Linked DNA regions of Anser cygnoides: region 1 is linked to region 2. The links are chromatin contacts, called in public Hi-C maps. All regions are on one chromosome and are shown on one strand. The core of a region is the stretch at or near the end of the contact, and the rest is flanking DNA. Distances in the headings are between cores, read along the strand shown.

Evidence for each region. Hi-C and Micro-C count contacts between places; a contact is called where the count stands out from the background.
Region 1: a Hi-C map of liver shows a contact between it and region 2, with 2.1 times the contacts expected there. The contact joins the promoter of FGD3 here to the promoter of CARD19 in region 2. A contact is called at or near these places in 2 of 7 Hi-C or Micro-C datasets (granulosa cells and liver).

The regions. Positions count from the first base shown.
Region 1 is chr10:23,110,168-23,115,910 of Taihu_goose_T2T_genome, reverse strand. It overlaps FGD3 (FYVE, RhoGEF and PH domain containing 3), which reads left to right and starts at 2,197. Exons shown (of 19, transcript XM_048061399.2): 1 at 2,197-2,236. The coding sequence starts at 2,212.
Region 2 is chr10:22,913,907-22,919,168 of Taihu_goose_T2T_genome, reverse strand. CARD19 (caspase recruitment domain family member 19) reads left to right here and starts at 2,140. Exons shown (of 5, transcript XM_048061407.2): 1 at 2,140-2,303. The coding sequence starts at 2,288.

The sequences.
Region 1 (5,743 bases), core at 948-3,447, 200 kb before region 2:
GAAAAAATGAGTATTTGCATGAACTTTACTAACTGCTTGTGTTGCATTTATTGACCCTTTTGCACTAGACATTAAGGGTTTGAAAACAATAGAAGGTATCCCATGATAAAGGCGATATTCAATGGTTATTGCCCAATGCTTCAAAGCTAAGAGGAAGAAGTATATTGTACTGGGTACAAAGTGCAATTTGCATTTGCAAATAAGATTTAATAAAACTAAGACCTTATGGTGCTCAGCAAGATCCAGTTCAATACAGAAGATTGCTAATCAGTTTCTGTTCTATTTAATAGAGGCTTTGACTTCTTTGAGATTTAGCCTGAGAACAGCAGAAATGGCAGAAATGTTGACAAGAGGGACTTGTTTCTATTATGACTTCCTTCATGAGAGACCAAAGGGAAATAGCTAGGGTGCCTCTGATAGTCATGCTAGGAGGAAAGGGCTTAGCATAGCTGGATATGGATCTACAGCTTGCAACTCAGCAAAAAGTTGAGTGCTGTGCTTTTACTCAAACCGTGCCCCAAAGCACAATCCCAGGTTTTGTTCCCCACACTTTTAAATGACTGAATTCCTCTCAATTCAGGGGGAAAAATAAAGCAACTACACAATATTTAGAGGAAGTATCCCTTCCTGTTACAAAACTAATTCTGTAGCAGTTTTGCTTTTTCAGCCTATCTTCTCAGTAGCTTTTATTCCTTCAAATCCTCAGCAGAGTTGAAAAAAAGAGTACTTCTTTTATTTGTTGCTTATCTACTGAAATTGCTCTCTGACTCCAAATTACTTACCTTGGTTGAAGAAATAGCCTATTCTTAGATTTAAAGAAACTTACACTGGCCCTTTGTTACAATCCTGGTTGGCCAAAAGTAATGGCCACGACTTAATGTTTACTTAAATTGTAAACTCCCTCCAGAATTACTAATTGAATTCAACAGGTTCTGGTCAGAGATGCAAATTAAATACTGCCCGTGCCCAGACCATAAAAGTTGAGAGTACCTACAATGAAAAATGCTCTAATTGTCTGAAGGAAACAATGAAACCAAAATGTTGGATAGGATGGTGCAAGAAGCAGACGGAAATAAAACAATCATTTTATTAAAGAATGATGGTTATTTGCTGTAATGGTGCTATACCTAAATATATGCCTAAAATAAACACTTATTTGTCTTAGCTTTATGCATTATAGTAAGGACTTCATTTTGTTTAGAGCAAAGAACCCGGATAATTTCCAACAATTTTTAAGCCTGTTTTTGCTGCTGAGCATCAGTCCTATCTGATAACCATGTAACAGTAACTGGTAAGCTGTGATCTGCTCTGATGAAAGTACTTCAGAGAGGATCTGTCTCGTTGTCCTAAAGGACATGACTAATTTCATGTACAGGAAGGAGTTTAATCTCTGAAAGGGGTGGTTGTATGTTAAATTCATATATTAATGCTTTGAGGCTGGTCTTGAATGTTACAGATGTGATTTCAAAAGAAACATCATGAAATCCAGGCTGGCTCCTTACTGATAAATCTCCTACAGGCCTCCTTAGTCTGGTTTAATTGGACTTCATTCATGGATTTACTCTAGAACAGCTAGTATTTTTATTTGGGAATAATTAGTCCAAAGAAATCCATTTTATGAATTTCATTACAATAATGTTCTTCTGCTCCACCACAATATTAAAGTTACTCAAAACCATATTTCCATGATGGGGCCTACATCTTCGCTAGGTAGTTGTTTCAGGGAAAAGATAAGGAGCAAAGATTGATTATTGGGGAATAAAAAATAGACTAAAGCCTAATATAGTTAATTTCTGAATTTACTGTTTTGCATTTTTTTTCCTACGGGTAAATGCCTTTGGGAAGACAGTTTTCTCATTTTTGTTCTTTTGCAGATAGATTTTTTGATATGCGTTTTTAAGCTTAAATTGGTTGTTTTGCTTGGTATTATTCAGTCCTTGCAATGAGTGGTTGAAGATCTTACCTCTTAGAAAGCTGTCCTTTAAACATGTACCTCATCTGAAGACAGGGTTTTAGCGTGGCTGTAGTACACCCCCTGCAGAAAGGCCACTCTGACCACATGAGCGATGCTTCATCAGCACAGCATTAATGCCCCGTTGCCTGTGAAGGACAGCATCACCCTTCGGTTCCTGGCACATTCTTCTCCCTGACAAAGGCACAGAGCAGTGAGTCAGTCCTGGTCTGCCTTTTCAAGAAGCTCTGAAACATCTTATGGTTTGGTGTGGCTTTCTGGGAGGTGAGCAGCATTTGGTTGTCTGAGGGGACTGCACAACATGGCTCATATTCCCTTTGCTTTCCACCCAGGACATAAGGGAAAGGGCAGCAGTTTGGGGAGCCATCCATGGCCCTAGGACAAATGCTGTCAGCTTGGTCCTGCCACGTGCCCAATAGCTGCCCTCAGCAGCTGCACGAGGAGCTTTTGGCACTGATGGCAACAGCTGGTGTGGGAGCTGGGAGCCTTGTGAAGCTGAGGAGTGGCTGAGGGGATTGGGGTTTAGTCTGGAGGAGGCTCAGGGAGACCTTATTGCTCTCTACACCTCCCTGAAAGGAAGCTGTCGGGAGCTGGGGGTCGGCCTCTTCTTGCAGATACCCAGTGATAGGAGTAGAGGGAATGGTCTCAAGTTGCGCCAGGGGAGGCTCAGGTTGGAAATGAGGAGACATTTCTTCTCAGAAAGAGCAGTCAGGCATTGGGACGGGTTGCCCAGGGAGGTGGTGGCGTCCCTGTCCCTGAGGGTGTTCAAGGAAAGGTTGGATGTGGTACTTAGGGACATGGTTTGGTGGGTGACATTGGTGGTAGGGGGATGTTTGGACCAGATGATCTTGGAGGTCTTTTCCAACCTTAATGATTCCGTGATCCTATGACTCATTCCAAACAACTCGGCGGCAGGGCTTTGCCCTGGGCCGCTTCAAGATGGATACAACCCATCAAGCGGGGCAGCCCGCGCTCCCGGGCGGCAGCCGAGCCTCCGGGAGGCGGCCACCGCGCTCCTCTGAGGAGACCAGAGCTCGGCAGCGCCGTCCCCCGGCCCCGGGGCGCTCCCTTCCCCTCAGCCGCCGCCGGCCGGGCCGCGAGGGACGGGGCGGGGGACGGGGAGGCGTGAGGGGGGGGCTTCACCGCCCCGCCGCGGCCTGCATGCACGAAGCGCTAGGCCGGCTGGGCGATCCCCTCCCCGCCTGGGCCGGGCCGTACCGTGCTGTGCCGAGGCGGGCGGCGGGAGCCCCTCCCGCCTCCGCCGCCTTCGGGGGCGCCTCGTCCCGCTGGCGGCGCCTCATGGCGCGATGCAGCTGCAGTGGGAGGGAGAGGAAACCCACCCCCCTCGCCCGGCGGCCGCCTTTGTAACCGCGCAGCCCGGCCCGACTCGCAGCGGCTCGGGGAGCGCCGGAGCGCGGCGGCGGTGGGAGCAGATGGAGCCGGAGGGTAAGGCTGCGACCCCGGGCCGAGCCGAGCGGAGCCGGGCCGGGCCCCCCGCGGGGGAGCTCCGTGCGGGCTCCGCTCCGCGCCCGCCCGCTGAGTCCTCGGCGGGGCTCGGGCTGCCCAGGCCGGCGGGGCGGCGTGGAACTTCTTTCTTTCCCCTTCTCCCTCTCTTTTTTTTTTTTTCCCTCCTCCTTCTCCAGCAGCACGCCTGTTCCCAGCTCAAACCCCTTCTCAGCGGGGTGAGACCCTGGCGGGAGGCCCCCAGGCTCCAGCCCGGGCCGGGAGCGCCGCCGCTGGGCTCCGTCCCCTTTTTTTGGGGTGCCCCGGGGGTGGGCGGCTGGCGGCAGGCCCCCCAGAGCCTCGTCCCTCGGCGGCTGACAATGCCCGGGGACTGCACGTTTGTGTAACTACAGTCCTGAGCTGTGCAAATATATTTTTAGGTCTTCTAAAACCACATAAAACCAGTTCTGTTAAACACTTATTTTGGTAAGGCTATTATTAACGGCACAGATCAAATTTGTTTCCTGCCAATCCATATTTAGGCACTCGTGAAATGCCAAGTTTTTTCTCCACTCTGTCCTTTTTAAATACCTTTTGGAGCTGTTAGTAGTTATAATGTAAACCACTTCTAGTTGCAAATTGGAAACCTCTGAGCCATAATGGTCTGTTGCATTTAGCTGGCTGTCTCTTGTAAGCTCTACATTCTCATGCAACAAAAAAGCCTAAAAAAACTTACGAGATTCATGTTTAGAAAATTGGCTGCATACATACATCGTAGCTGTTTTTTAAACCTCAGTACCTAAGTCACATTTTCCATTCCAAGCATTAAGAGTGGTTAAACTGTGTTAAAGGGATACATTCTACCTTGGTTCCCGTGCGAGCTTTAGGGAATTTTAGCACAAAGGAAAATGGCTCTACAATTTAACAGAATTGTAGGCTAACCGCTTCTTGCAGTGCCTGAAACGCAGCAGCACCAAGGAGTGAAAGGGACTATTGGCAATTGTTAATGGCCAGAATTGGGTTTGTTGTCCACACGGGGAAGCGTACAGAATGTAAATGGAATACATATGGTGACGAATACACTGATAAAAGTATTTTTTTATGTTCTTTAAGATGTATATTTGTACTAGTAAGCCAGCTTTCATGCCATTAGAAATTAGAATGCTTTACTTGTAGAGATGATATTCAAGCTAGCAGAACTGTGTTTATAAAGTCGAAATAAGCAAACTGGGTTTGTTTGTATGTCTCCTTAGCTTAATAAAGCTAGAGAAAAATGATAAAATAGAATTTAAATGAGCTCCTTCTTTTGAAGAAATAAATCCTTGTGTTTTAAAAATGCAGTTTCTCTTCTGCCCTACTTCTTGGGCAGGTAAAGGCTGGATCAACCCAAGAAAGATAACGGTGAGTTGCAGACCTGCTGAGATTTACCATCTGCCCTGGCTTCATAGCTATTCAGACAATCTGACTCCTGGCATCTCCTGGGCTACTCGGGTACTTCAGTACGTTAAGTTTGGAGACGGTCCTCCTGCATGGATTTGAGCCTGCAGGAGGTGACCAGGGATACCTGTGTTAGCAGCCTCTCTCCGTGAGTTACAGAAGGAGCCTAGGCTCCCAGGTTAGCCACTGGTAGGTAGGTGCTCTAAATACTCCACCGTATGCACGAATATGCAGCTTTGTTGGCTGTGGTTGTCTTCAGTGAGAGTTATTTCTGTTTGCCAAGTTACAGCACCTAGAGCGTGGTGATCTTACTCACATCTGTAGATGCTAACCTTGCTCCTGGGACTTTGATCGAATGTGTCCTGCTCACATCATTCCTGAAGGGGGCTGGAAGTGGAGTACCCTTCAGTGCAGCTCCTAGCATTTAAATGTATGTTTAGAACACTCGCTGAAAATGAATCTAGGACCCTGTTCCCAGAGGAACTCTGTCTTTTTATAGATATGTAAGATAGGAGATCCTTAAGGCATCTTCCACAGAGATGAGAAAGAAAGATAGGGAATGGTAGTAGGCTACCCTTTCCTTAAGGAAATCCAGCGTGGTCTAGCAGTGCCACGGGAACTACTGACCTGGAAAACTCTTGTGGATGCCCCCTGTACCACATCACTTGAGGCAATAATGTGCAGAGTTTGGGACTTGAAAGCTTATTAGGTCTTGAAGTGACTCAGAGATGGAGGAAAGGATGTTCATACCAGTGAAAATGATGAAATCAACAGAGAGCAATGAAAATCCTTGTGGCTTCTTGTGTGGGATGAGCTTCTGTAACATTTTCAAAAAGGAGGAAGAGTGTCTGAGGCCAGTAGCAATGGGAGCAGGTTGCTGAGACACTGGGG
Region 2 (5,262 bases), core at 891-3,390:
ATATTTTCTTAAGCTACAAGTATAAGTTGGGTGAATATGTGAAAATCACAGCTTCCATTTATAAATAAGTGGGTGTCTCACCCTTGTACTTGAAGGGAGACGTTTCAGACCTGAAGTGTCAAACAGCAGAAGTAAACCACAAGACTCTTGCTTTTCTCTGATGATAATGACATGACTTGGAGGTGGCCTGACTCCTGATTGATGAGCACCTGGAGCTGTCAAATGTGTGCGTGACCTTGAAATGTCCAATATGTCTGAAAAAGGGGGAAGAATACATTTTGATGTGGCCAGAGCAAGGAAGCTTGGGATGGATATCGGAGTGCCTACTGCAGAATGAACATTGCTTTCATGGAGCTTTCCACAAGGATTTTTGGAGAGGCCAGCTTTCACTTGGGCACCTGCCCCTTGGGAAGTATTTAAGGTGCTGTTTTCCTCTGCATGCTCTGCTGCCATGAATCTAGTTTTTTGTTATGGCCTAGTATTGTTCAAAGTTTCCATGCACCTGAGAAGTCCTGGATCTGGAGAAGAGACAGGACTGTGACACTGCTGGGGCATGAAGCCTGCAGGAGGTGGCCGACACCGCAGAGCGGGGCTGGCAGGGCTGGCGGGCTGCCCTCTGGCCGCAGCACACCCTGCAGTAAGGGCAGGACAGAGGTGGCTGATGGCCCAGATCTCCAACCATCTGCTTCCCAAACCTCCCAGTCAGCAGTGATGCCCGAGTAACTAAATGAATCAGCTATAACTTATTGTCAGATTTAAATGGCTTGTGCAACTATTTTAGTTTTTACATTTTGGTTTTAAATGTCATGCAGCACAACTTCTTAATAACTAATTGAATGGTAGATGTAATTGAATCTTCTGCGTGGAAGGACCAAGCAGAAAACCTGTCACCATGCCAGCTGGTAGCTTCTGAGATGACTCTGTGCAAATTCTCACCAAATCATGTTCCCCTAAAAGCGATACAAGGAGCCTCGTTTGTTTCTTCCTTCAGTAACAGGAGGAGGGGATCTTTTTTACTGTTTATTTTTTTTAAGGACTGTTATGAAGAAGGCTGATTTACAGCGTTGGTATTGAAAGGCTCTTGTATAACCATTCCACAACAACTAGCCATGTCTATTGTCACTGCAACCAGAAGATATTAACTGATGGAAACGCTGTACAGTTTCCAGCTCTCTGCACGACAAGACATTTCAAAAGCCAGTCTCCATTCCTGGTAGCTGGTGCTAATGCAAATGCAATGATGGAAATGTGAAACTCCTCTGGCAGAGCAGCAAGCAAGGGAATGAAACTTCATCTGGTGTAAAGTAGAATTGAAGCAGCTTGTTCCCTGGATTCCTGGTGCTATACTTAAGCACGCGTGTGTTCAGACTGTCCGTGTGTTTCAAGGTCAGGGTTGTATGGAAATGCTAACAGTAGTGTTTCCCACAGGAGGTATGTTGCATCTATGAGCTGGAGTCTGCAATAGCTTCAAATCCACACCCAGATGCTGGCCTTGAATTCATAAAGCCCGTGGGCTGCGCGCTGGCTGCACAACGTCCTTTTTGTCCTTCCTGGACAGTGGCGGTCAGGTGAGGCACTGGGGCTAGCAGGGTGGTCATTTCCCTGTGAGGATGCTACACATACGGTGGCTTTGTTCTCTCCTGGAGCTGGGCTGAATCTCAGCTTACCAGCTCTGCCAACTGTTTATTTATGCACCTATGTTAAGGGGAGGATGCTCAGTTGGCTTTATTTGCTTCCTGCCTTCACAGAATTTCAATGTTTAGGGGTTTTCAGAAAAACAAACAAACAAAAAACACATAATGGGTCGAGTATTTTACTCCTTTATATAATTTTTTTTTTTTTTAAAAGGGATCAGATATCGAGCCGCGTGGTTTTGAACACGTATGTGAAGCTCTTTGTCACCCCACGTACAACCCCACAGCACCGTCTGTAGTGCTTCCGACGTGAGTTACGGCCGATATATGAGGGCTTATTCTACATGCCGACCTCTACGGTGTGCCAGGAGCAAGGGGTGCTCCGTTTTTGTGCTGTCTGCACAACCTTTGCGTTCTGCCAACGCTGCCAACATTCCCAAGGACACAGTGGGTGGCTCCCTGCTGTCACAGCCGCCAGAAGCGAAACCTGCCCGGCCCCCCCCCCCCCCCCCCCCCGAGGCTGGGCCACTGGGGAGCGAAGCTCTGTGGTGGAGCTTCCGCCCTGGCGTCTGGAGCCTGGAGGAAAAAAAAAAAAAAAAAAGAAAAAAACCACCACCACAAGCGGGGGGAGCAGCCCCACCGCCGCCCGGACCATGCTCTACAGGACATGTAAGTGAGGGGGGCTCAGGCAGTCCCAGCACGTCTCCTCCTCGAACGCAGGGTGAGACTAGGTTGAGACCCGGGTTTCGTTCGTCCCTGGAGGGCTCTGGTCCTGTTCAGCTGGGGGAAAGTGGGGAGTCACGTTGTGATTTAACAGTTAACGGATAGAATGAGGAAGCGCGGCATGCTGACGCCGCCATGGCAAGGGAAAGGCTTAGTAAATGAAGTAACTTGATAAATAAAGAAATCAGGCGGTGTGCAGGGGGAAGCAGCAATTGCGTTGGAGATCAGCTACCCAGGAAATGCATCTGCTGCCCTTGTACGAGCTGGGAAATGAAACTCGGTCAGGTTGCTTCAGCTGGCTGCTAGGCTGGGGGGGAAAGCCTGAGAGAAATCCCAGAGGTTGAGAAGCCAGACCAGCCCCGCGGTCCAGCTTGGCCGGCAGCAGGGAGAGAGGGCCTGGCCCAGGGCTGCTCTGCCTGTGAACATTTTGAAAATAAAGCACAATTTGCCTCACAGAGCACAAGGGTTTCATTTAGCCCTTTGTGCCCAGCTTGTCCCAGCTGCTGGTCCTGAAAGCTGTGCTCCATTTCTGGCTGTGCTCTTTGAATGTCATGGGCCTGGCTGTGGGAGGGGACTCGGTGGCTGGATCCTGCCAAGGCCAGGCCCCAGCACGGGTTGTGTGTGTGTGGGGGACATGGCCGTGTCCCCCTCCAGCACCTGTGTCCCCCACCAGCACCCTGCTGGCTGCCTCCCGTACCTGCCTTCGCGAAGCAACCTTCGTGGCAGTAAAGTTACAGAAGGCAGACGTGCCACGGGCATGAGGAGAAGCTTTTTTTAACCCTTGATGCTTGCATCATTATCTGAGCCTGCGGGACAAAAATATCTTCAGGCAATGTGTCAGTGTATGCTGCGGCACTCCTGAGCGGTTGCTTTGCACTTCCATTCCACAGCGCTCAGAAACACTGTCTGCTAAATATCATTTGTGTCAGAGGTTTCAGTCTGTGTCACAGTAAGGCTACCAGGTTTTCAGGTCTGTGGTTTAGTTGCTGGTAGTGACTCCAGGGTCATTTTTGAGAAGAGCACAAACTGCAGTGAACTCACAGCTGTATAACACAGTCATAAAAGCAAACTTTCAGCATGCCATATGCCACTGCTTCTCAGTGCTCAGCAACATCTATTGCTGTAATATTCTAATATACAGATGAAATTCTCTTAAAAATACGATGAGAGGAGCTATAAAAATGACAATTTCCTTTCCACAAGGTGCCTGTTTCTATTACTACAACAGGTTGCCACAAATGACTTTGATATGGGTATGATCAAGGTCTCTGTGTGCAATAATAATAAGTTAAAAACCTGTTTTCATGCTGTTCAGAAAATCTGGATTTCTGAGGGTGAACGGAATAAACTCAGGATGCTTATACTCTATTCATCTTCCCAAGGGCAGGCACCATAACCGTGTCACATTATTTTGTAATACTAAAACTATTCCAAGGAGGTGTTTTTTATTTTTATTTTTATTTTATTTTTATTTTTATTTTTTTTCTCCTATATTATTACATTTTTTATAGATAAGGAAGCTGCTTCAATTTGCAGTATGGAGATATAGACCAAGACATTTTCAGGAGTACATGTGGGGTCTTGGGTATCTCATTTGTTAATTAAGGTGGTTATAACAGGCTGGCTTGCAAAAGCTCAGGGTTGCTGGGCTGGGGGATGTCCTGTGTTAGCCTCACGGAGACGAGGCTCGGAGGGTGCAGGTGTTGGATATGATGCTAGGTGAGACAAGGCTCAGAGGTGCGGGTGTTGGATGTAATGCTGGGTGAGACGAGGCTCAGGGGTGTGGGTGTTGGATGTAATGCTGGGTGAGACGAGGCTCAGGGGTGTGGGTGTTGGATGTAATGCTGGGTGAGACGAGGCTCAGGGGTGTGGGTGTTGGATGTGACGCCCGGTGGGAGCCTCTCCCCCGGAGTGCTCCACCAGGGTGGAAATGCCAACCTGGCAGGGAAGGCCAGGCGCTGAGAGCAAAGGCGAGAATACTGCAGAGCTCAGAGGTCTGGAGGAAGACTTGAGGACTGTGTCTGACCCTGCTGGGAACAGCCCGGTATCCATCCCCACGCAGCTTCTCAGGGCTGGTGCCGGGTATGGCCCTTCCTCCCGGACACCGCCAAGTGGCAGCACTCGCAAACTTCCAGCAAAGGCTCGGGTTTACTCCACCTCTGCCCCTCCATGGCCAGGCCTAGGCTTAGCTGAGCTGTCTCATGCAGGGATGTGCAGCCGGCTGTGAGGAAAGTCCTCCCCGGTTCCTTTCGCAGCCCCTGCCTGCCCTGTAGGTCTGTGCAGGCCTGGCGTCAGGCTTCAGCGCTGCAAGCTCGGTGGCAGAGCTGGGCCAAAACCTCACTGAAGGAGCTGCGATCTGAACCCACAGAGGTCTCCAACGGGAAGAACCCAGCACTGTTACGGGCTCAGGGCTGACCCCTGCTCGCAGCCAGCACCGTGTGAGTGCAGCTCTCCTGACCCTGCCGCGGTCGCAGCTGGGATCTGCAGGCCCATGCACTGCACTGGCCTCGTTTTTATACTTCACCCAGCAAGTTAAAAGCTGCTGGTGACACACGCACCAAATACAGCTTCCAGTCAGTCTGGGAGTCATGTAAAACTATGTATACGTATATAAACCCAGACTTTCCGTAGAGCATGCAGCCAAGCACTTCTGGAAGAGGCAAGGGACCAGCAGGCTGTGGACGAGCAATGCAGGAAAGATCTGGATTCTTCCTGGGTCCCATCTAAATGTTCAGATGTCTGCTCCCAAGACACTGCATCACCAAAAGCAAGGGCTGTATGTTTTATCATCTGTCTTCTAACTAATCCCAGTACACTGGTATAACTTCCTCACCCATTAGGCACGGACACACAACTTCTTATGGGCTAACCCTTCAGCTATTTTTGTTGTCTCTGTGGCCATCCA